Regions from separate parts of the Pan troglodytes genome. Here region 2 is linked to region 1. Evidence: chromatin contacts called from public HiChIP or PLAC-seq data. All regions are on one chromosome and are shown on one strand. Each heading gives the region's core, a stretch centred on a gene start, on an enhancer-like site or on the middle of the called end of the contact. The rest is flanking DNA. Distances are from core to core; before and after follow the strand shown. Region 1 holds the start of SERINC2 (serine incorporator 2). Region 2 holds the start of ZCCHC17 (zinc finger CCHC-type containing 17).

Evidence for each region. HiChIP or PLAC-seq counts read pairs in DNA pulled down with a chosen protein or histone mark.
Region 2: a contact with region 1 is called in an H3K4me3 HiChIP or PLAC-seq map of stem cell-derived excitatory neurons, with 3 times the contacts expected there. The contact joins the promoter of ZCCHC17 here to the promoter of SERINC2 in region 1.

The regions. Positions count from the first base shown.
Region 1 is chr1:199,564,806-199,568,042 of NHGRI_mPanTro3-v2.0_pri, reverse strand. It overlaps SERINC2 (serine incorporator 2), which reads left to right and starts at 1,934. Exons shown (of 10, transcript XM_016957919.4): 1 at 1,934-2,068. The coding sequence starts at 2,030.
Region 2 is chr1:199,680,249-199,683,755 of NHGRI_mPanTro3-v2.0_pri, reverse strand. It overlaps ZCCHC17 (zinc finger CCHC-type containing 17), which reads left to right and starts at 1,255. Exons shown (of 8, transcript XM_001158971.6): 1 at 1,255-1,529. SNRNP40 (small nuclear ribonucleoprotein U5 subunit 40) reads right to left here and starts at 1,205. Exons shown (of 10, transcript XM_003307937.6): 1 at 1,065-1,205. The coding sequence starts at 1,205.

The DNA of each region.
Region 1 (3,237 bases), core at 685-3,184:
ACCTCTACTTTTTCAAGGGAAGCAGTAGGACATCAGGGTGAAAGCCAGGCCAGGTGGCCTTTCAGCTCTGTTTCTTCTGAGCCGTGTGGCCTTCAGCAACAGTAACAACAACCACAGTGATCACAGTCAACATTTATTCGACGCTTGATTTACATTTCGCGTGTCACTACTTCTTTGTTTCTCGGTTTCCTCATCTGTAAACGAGTGGGTGGGGAATTAATCGACTTCTCAGGGCTGTTGTGGGGCTCAAATGGTACCATGGGGGAAAGTTGGGCATGTGCTCAGGTTGTTTGTGAGGCCATAAGGGAGGCCCATATTGTTTGGAGGCTTGGGGGAATCAGGAGGATGTTCATTCCTAATGGAACCAGGTAGTGGGTTGGGGGTGAGGGTGGTGGCTCTCTTCACTGAGAGGTATGGCATGTGAGCAAGCTTCAAAGGGGAGAAAGAGGGATAAGGAGAAGGACCTTTAAGAGGAGGGTATCTGCCAGGTGCAGTGCCTCACATCTGTAATACCAGCACTTTGGGAGGCCAAGGCAGGAGGATTGCTTAAGCCCAGGAGTTCGAGACTAGCCTGGACAACATAAGGAGACCTCATCTCTACACAAAATTTTTAAAAAATTAGCTGGGTGTGGTAGTACACACTGGTGGTCCCAGCTACTTGGGAGGCTGAGGTGGGAGGATCACTTGGGTCCAGGAGGTTGAAGCTGCAGTGAGCCATGATTGGGCCACTGTGTTCCAGCCTGGGTGACAGAGTGAGACCCTGTCTCAAAAAAAAAAAAAAAAAAAAAAAAGAGGAGGGCATTGTGTGGGCAAAAGTGCGGAGGAGGGAAAGTGTAAGGTGTGTTTGTGGAACAGTCCTGGTGCAATTAATGGCTAAGCCTGGCGCCCAGTGAATCAGCCAAGGATGCAGTCAACCAGCTCTTTGGCCCTGGGGCCAGCTTCGAGGCACAGAGACTTCTTTCCCTAACATTATCTTGTCCAGAGGTGGCTGAGGACAGGGCTAAGGGTGAAGGGAGACTAATTACAGAGCCCTACTTCTGGGTCTCTCACACCTACCCCTGGAAAGCCATCTGTCAGGAATGTGGCCGCCCCTCCCCGCCTTCTGACCTCCTTAGCTAGGGACCAGTTTGGGCATCCCTAGGGAGTGATAAGCCACCAAGCAGGGGTGGCTGTAGGGAGTGTGTAGCTCCCAGCAGGCTGTTGGGAGTCAGTGGAGTTTGAAGAACAGATGGAGAGAAGGGAGGATGGGTTTAGAGTGAGAGGCTGGGGTCTTAGAAGAAGCAGTAGGTGGGCATGGTGGCATGCACCTGTAGTCCCAGCTACTCAGGAGCCCGAAGCAGGAGGATCACTTGAGCCCAGGAGGTCGAGGCTGCAGTGAGCTATGTTTGCACCACTGCACTCCAGCCTGGGTGACAGAGCAAGACCCTGTCTCTTAAAAAGGAAGAAGAAAACAGTGACGATGGGGGCTTACATTTGTCAAGCACCTACCATGTGTTGTAACCACCCTGTGAGGTATGTATCCTCACTTTACAGACCGGGAAACTGAGGCTCATAGAGGTGCAGTGACTTGCCGAAGTTTCTTTATCCAGTCGTTCAGCATTCAACCTCAGCATCTACGTATTGAGCAGACGCCCTGCGCCAAGCACTGAGGAGTCAGCGGTGACCACCTCTTGGCTTCTGTTCCCAAGGGTGACAGTGTCCTGAGGTCACACGGGCTCAAACCGAGGTCGATTTCCGAACGCTCACTTTGGAGCAGGATGCGAGCCCGGGCCACGGTTGGGTCAGGTTGCGCCGCTCGCGTGGCCGCGGGAATCCCCGACCGCCCCCTTCCCTAGGGTCCCTCCTGGCGCACCTGCCCCAGGTGAGTCTGGGGAGGCCCCGAGCGCCGCCGGAAAGCGTCGAGCGGCTTCGGTAGGTGGGGCGGGGCCGGGGCGGGGCCGGGGCCGGGGAGGGGCCAGGCCTGGCACCCGGATCCCGAGGTCCGCTCCCCGCGCCCAGCGCCGGGCGCTCGAAGCCCGGAGCCGCCGCCATGGGGGCCTGCCTGGGAGCCTGCTCCCTGCTCAGCTGCGTGAGTCCCGACCCCGGCGCCCGCCCGCGCGCGCCGCCCGTTCCTGCTGCGGGCCCTCACTTTCTTCTGTTCTGCTCCGAGTAGTTTCTTCTTTTTCCTTCCTGCAAACTTGTCTTTCTGGGCCGGTGCCCCGCCTGCTCGCCCTCCCGGACCTTCACTCGGCACCCGGATCCCGCTGCCCCCGTCCCCCTGCTCAGTCCTGGCCGGCAGGCGCCGGGCAGCTGCGGTCCCGGCTCGGGTTTCCGCGGGCAGGAGGGGAGTGCCCTTGGCGGGCGCCCTCCTGGGACCTGGAGAGACTGAGCCTGGAGCCCGGGGTCGGGGCAGCTCTGTGGGCCCTCGTCGCCCCACTTGGGGCGGTCCTCGGGGTGGCCTCTGTCCCCGTCCCGGACGCCCTGGTTCTCTGTGTGGGTCGGCCGGGCCCCGTCCCTCCTGGCGAGTGCCCTGCCCTACCCCTCTGGCCGCCTGCCAGTCCGCCTGTTCCTGTCGCTCGGGCTCCGCCTGTCCGTTCGTATTTGTCTGGTTCCTGTCTGTGTCCGTCGTTCGTCCGACTATCTTTGTCCGTCTGCTGTCTTCTGTCCGTCTGCCCGTCCGCCCGTCCGTCCCTCAGTCTCTCTGCGGCCCCTTTACCGTCCTCAGTCTGGCTCGCGCTGCCTCTCAGGCACTTCCCCAGCTCGCCCCGGACCATCTGGGCCCCAGCGCGGAGACTGGGATGGGAGGGGAGGGAGCCCCGGACTTTCTTAGCTGCCCTCGAGTGAGGCGGGTGCGGGTCGTCACGGACCACCTGGCGGAACTCTGGGTTGGGAGAGCAGGAATCGAGGGAGGTTCGGGTGTGCGCGGGGAGTGCCCGGTCGCGGGTTCGGGACCTGTGGGGAGGCCAACCTCTGTTCTGTAGCTGCAGCCGCAGAGGGGAGGGGCTCCAGCAAGACCCCGGCTGGGAGGCCCGTTCTCCCTTCCCTTTCCCCAGCCCCCCTCTCCTTCCCTCTTCCCCTCATTAAATCTGAGGTTCATTCAGGCAGCCCCCTCCCCCTCTGGCCCCACACAAAGAGGCCCTGAGAGGGAGAAGGGGCTGCAGCGGCTGCTGAATCTCGGGACTCGCTTTCCTTTGTCCCTGACGGGTGTGTGTGTGTGTGTGTGTGTGTGTGTGTGTGTGTGTGTATGTGAGAGAGAGA
Region 2 (3,507 bases), core at 6-2,505, 120 kb before region 1:
CTGAGGCAGAGGCTTGGAACAGAGTGTAACTGAAGCCAGGTGAGCAATAAGAAATTGGTAAGAGAGGTAAAGGGAAAGAGGGCAAATAATTACAAGAATTTTGGTTTTTACTCTGGATGAAGTACAAAGCCACCAGAAAGTTTTCTGCAGAGTGTAATGTGATCTGATGTTTAGAAGGATTCCTCTGGTTATTGGCTTGGTAACAGGCGCTGATACAAAGGCAGAAAGTGGAAGACCAGTTAGGGTCCCACTACAAAAATGCCAGATGAGATAATAATGGCTTAGGCCATGAGGCAATGATGGAGATGGTAGAAGTAGCAATTCTAGACCTATTTTGAGCACGGTGCCAGCAGGATTTATTGAGGAGATGTGAGGACACTCGTATTTCCTCGTCTGAGCCTAAACAGGACATTAGAAGTGTGATCACTATTTCTATCTTACAAAAAATGTAGTTAGGAGCATGGTTTCTCAGTTCGAAATCTGCTTCTATCACGTACTTGGTAAGTCTGTTTTTCCATCTGCAAAATGGGTTAATAACGTTCCTAACAGGCTGCTACCAAGATCAATGGAAATTTCATATACGAAACACTTTAGTACAACAGTCAATGAATGTTAGCTGCTATTTAGTTGCTAATAATACTAGTGCAGAGAAATAAAGGGAAAAGCAACTTGCCCAAAGTCCCAAAACGAGCCAACACAAATCATTTCCCTTTTTTCTTCCCTCCCTCATTCATTCATTCTACAAACTCTTCGGAATTTTTATTCTATGCCAGATCCATGTTAGAGTCAGGATGCTTAAACCCGGGTCAGGGTTTTGAGCCCAAGGTCCTCAACTCTAATTCTAATGCTATCTCAGGGCAGTCGAGAGGCTGAAAACGGGCGCCAAACGGGGGAACACGTACGCAGCATTCGCAGGCTATGGGGAGCTTTTACAGTGTTTATGTGCTTTAACTCTGCGTAGAAACTCTCGTTCTGCCCCCGCAATGCGGTAAAGTGTCGGGGATCAGCGCTCTGAGGGGAGGAAGATGAGCTGAGGGCCAAAGGCCGCCTGCTTCTTCACTTACCGCTTGCAGCAAAGCTCCCGGCGTCGCCTGCTGCTGCCCGGCTCCTGGGCCAGACCCCGCTCCCAACAGCAACTCATGCCGCTGCCGCTTGACTGGAACCAGCGGCAACTCTGGGCCCTTACGCTTCTGCTGTTCTATCATGGCGGCAACCGGTCTCTTCAGCGCCGCCACTGACCGCGCTGACACTCTCAGGCGCCACGCAATTGGTTCCAACTTAGTCCTTCCTCCACAACTTCCAGCTTGGAAGAACCAATCGGCTTTCAATATTCCCATTTGCACCGCCCTCGGATAGTCTCTTGTTATTGGGCATATCTTTCTGACGTCATGAGAGTGCGATACCAGGATTGGTGGACGGAGCTGGCGACCGCCCTAGGCGCGCTGGGTCTTGTGGGTGGAAACGCGCTGGCTGACTGGGGTCGGCGTTTAGTTCAGCGCCGCGACTCGGGGACCTGGAGCTGACGCCTAGTACGTATGAGGAAGAACGGGGTGGGTGGCTGCCTGAGTCTGGAGGCGACGCCTCGGTTGTGCAGTCTGAACCTGCCCTTCTCAGCTGAGGGTGCTGATAGCAAGGGGTGGGAGGCGGGCCCCGAGTCCCCAGCTGTGGTAAGTAGTAGCCTGGGCTCCCTTTCGGGGCAGGAGCGGAGCCTTGGGGTCTCTGGCGGCAAGACCCAGCCCCTGCGGCTCCCTTCTTCAAGAGCGCCCATCGTGGCCAGTCCTGTGCCGGGCATTCCCAGGGAGAAAGGCCTGCGTCCCAGCCTCCTCCGGTGCCCCATTTGGCCGAGGAGGCTGACTTGTTTCTGCCACTGATTTTGCAGTTTTTGATCAGGGCCTACTGTATGCCCCCCTGAGAGAGACAGTGATGAAGGAAATGTCCGACTCCTTCTCCAGAGCACAGTCTTGTTGAGAAATTTGAGACTCATGCCCATGAACGTGGTCATTGCCTCAGTCGTCCTGCTGATATTTATTTAGCAGCGCGTTGGGGGTATGTTGTGAACCGGACACGGTCCCTACTCTCAGGGCGTTTAACTCTGGTGGGGAAAACGTTAAACAATGACCTCACTAATACATGGAAATGCCTCCTACTGCTGCCTGATGCTATGAGTGCCTGAAATAAGCAGGAAGGTTTTTCAGAGGAAAAGATGCCTGCGCTGGTAGCTGCAGGAAGTATTGTAATTAATTAGGTGAAGAGGTGAAGGCAGAACCTTCCATAGAGAACTACTTGTTCAGAGCCCTGAGGCACTTGGGAGGAAAATGACTAAAAGCACAAAGAGCCAGTGTGGCTGGTACAAAGAGAATGAAGGGAGTATGGTACAAGATGAAGCTGTACGTGATAGCGGTCAGACCTTGCAGGAATTTGTAGCTTTTATTTTAAAACGGATGAGATACCACTGAGCCGTCTTCCCCCAGTGGGGTGTGGTGGAGGAGGGGGCTTGATCCCTCAGGCACAGTGGTGTGAACAGACTGGGGTTGGGGAAGCCCTAGTGGATGTATGTGGACCACTTGGGATATGCAGTAATCCTGGTCAGAGATGTCAGTGAGGACTGAGATATGGGTGGAACTGCAGAGAATTGGACAGATTCTAGAGGTATATAGGAGGTAAAATGGGTGGGACTTGGTGATGGGTTGATTTTAGGGGGTGAAGAGAGGAATCAAAGGTAACTCCTAGGTTTCTGGCTTATGTAGTTGAATAGATGGTGGTACCATTCACTCACTATCACGGAATCCCTCAAGCTGGATAGGGAACACTAGAAGATGATTAGAGACCAGTTTTTTTTTTTTTTTTTTTTTTTTTTTGAGACAGGTTCTTGCTCTGTCGTCCAGGCTGGAGTGTGGTGGTGCAATCTTGGCTCACTGCAACCTCCACCTCCCAGGTTCAAGCAATTCTCCTGCCTTAGCCTCCCCAGTAGCTGGGATTACAGGCGCCTCCACTGTGCCCGGCCAATTTTTGTATTTTTGGTGGAGATGGGGTTCCACCATATTGGCCAGGCTGGTCTCCAACTCCTGGCCTCAAGTGATCCACCTGCCTCAGCCTCCCAAAATTCTGGGATTACAGGCCTGAGCCACTGCTCCCAGCTGAGACCAGTTTTGATTGATTGATTGATTGATTGATTGTGTGGGGTCATTCATGACATCCAAGAGGCAGTTTGAAATACAGCTTTGTGCTCAGAAGAGAGATTTGTGTTGGGAATATAAAATTGGGCATAATTTGTATATACATGAATTGAGCCATAGGTGTGGGTAAGGTCAGCTAAGTCAGAACCTTGACTAGTTCCAACATTTAATGGTGAAGAACAGGTGAATTAACCTACAGGAGATACAGAAGGAAGGAAGGAGGACTGGAAGAATGTCTCAGAAGCAAAAGAATGATTTGTGATAGAAATTTCTAGAATTTAAATAACATGAAGATTGAAAAACATATTTTGGCTTTTATCATCATGGAGGT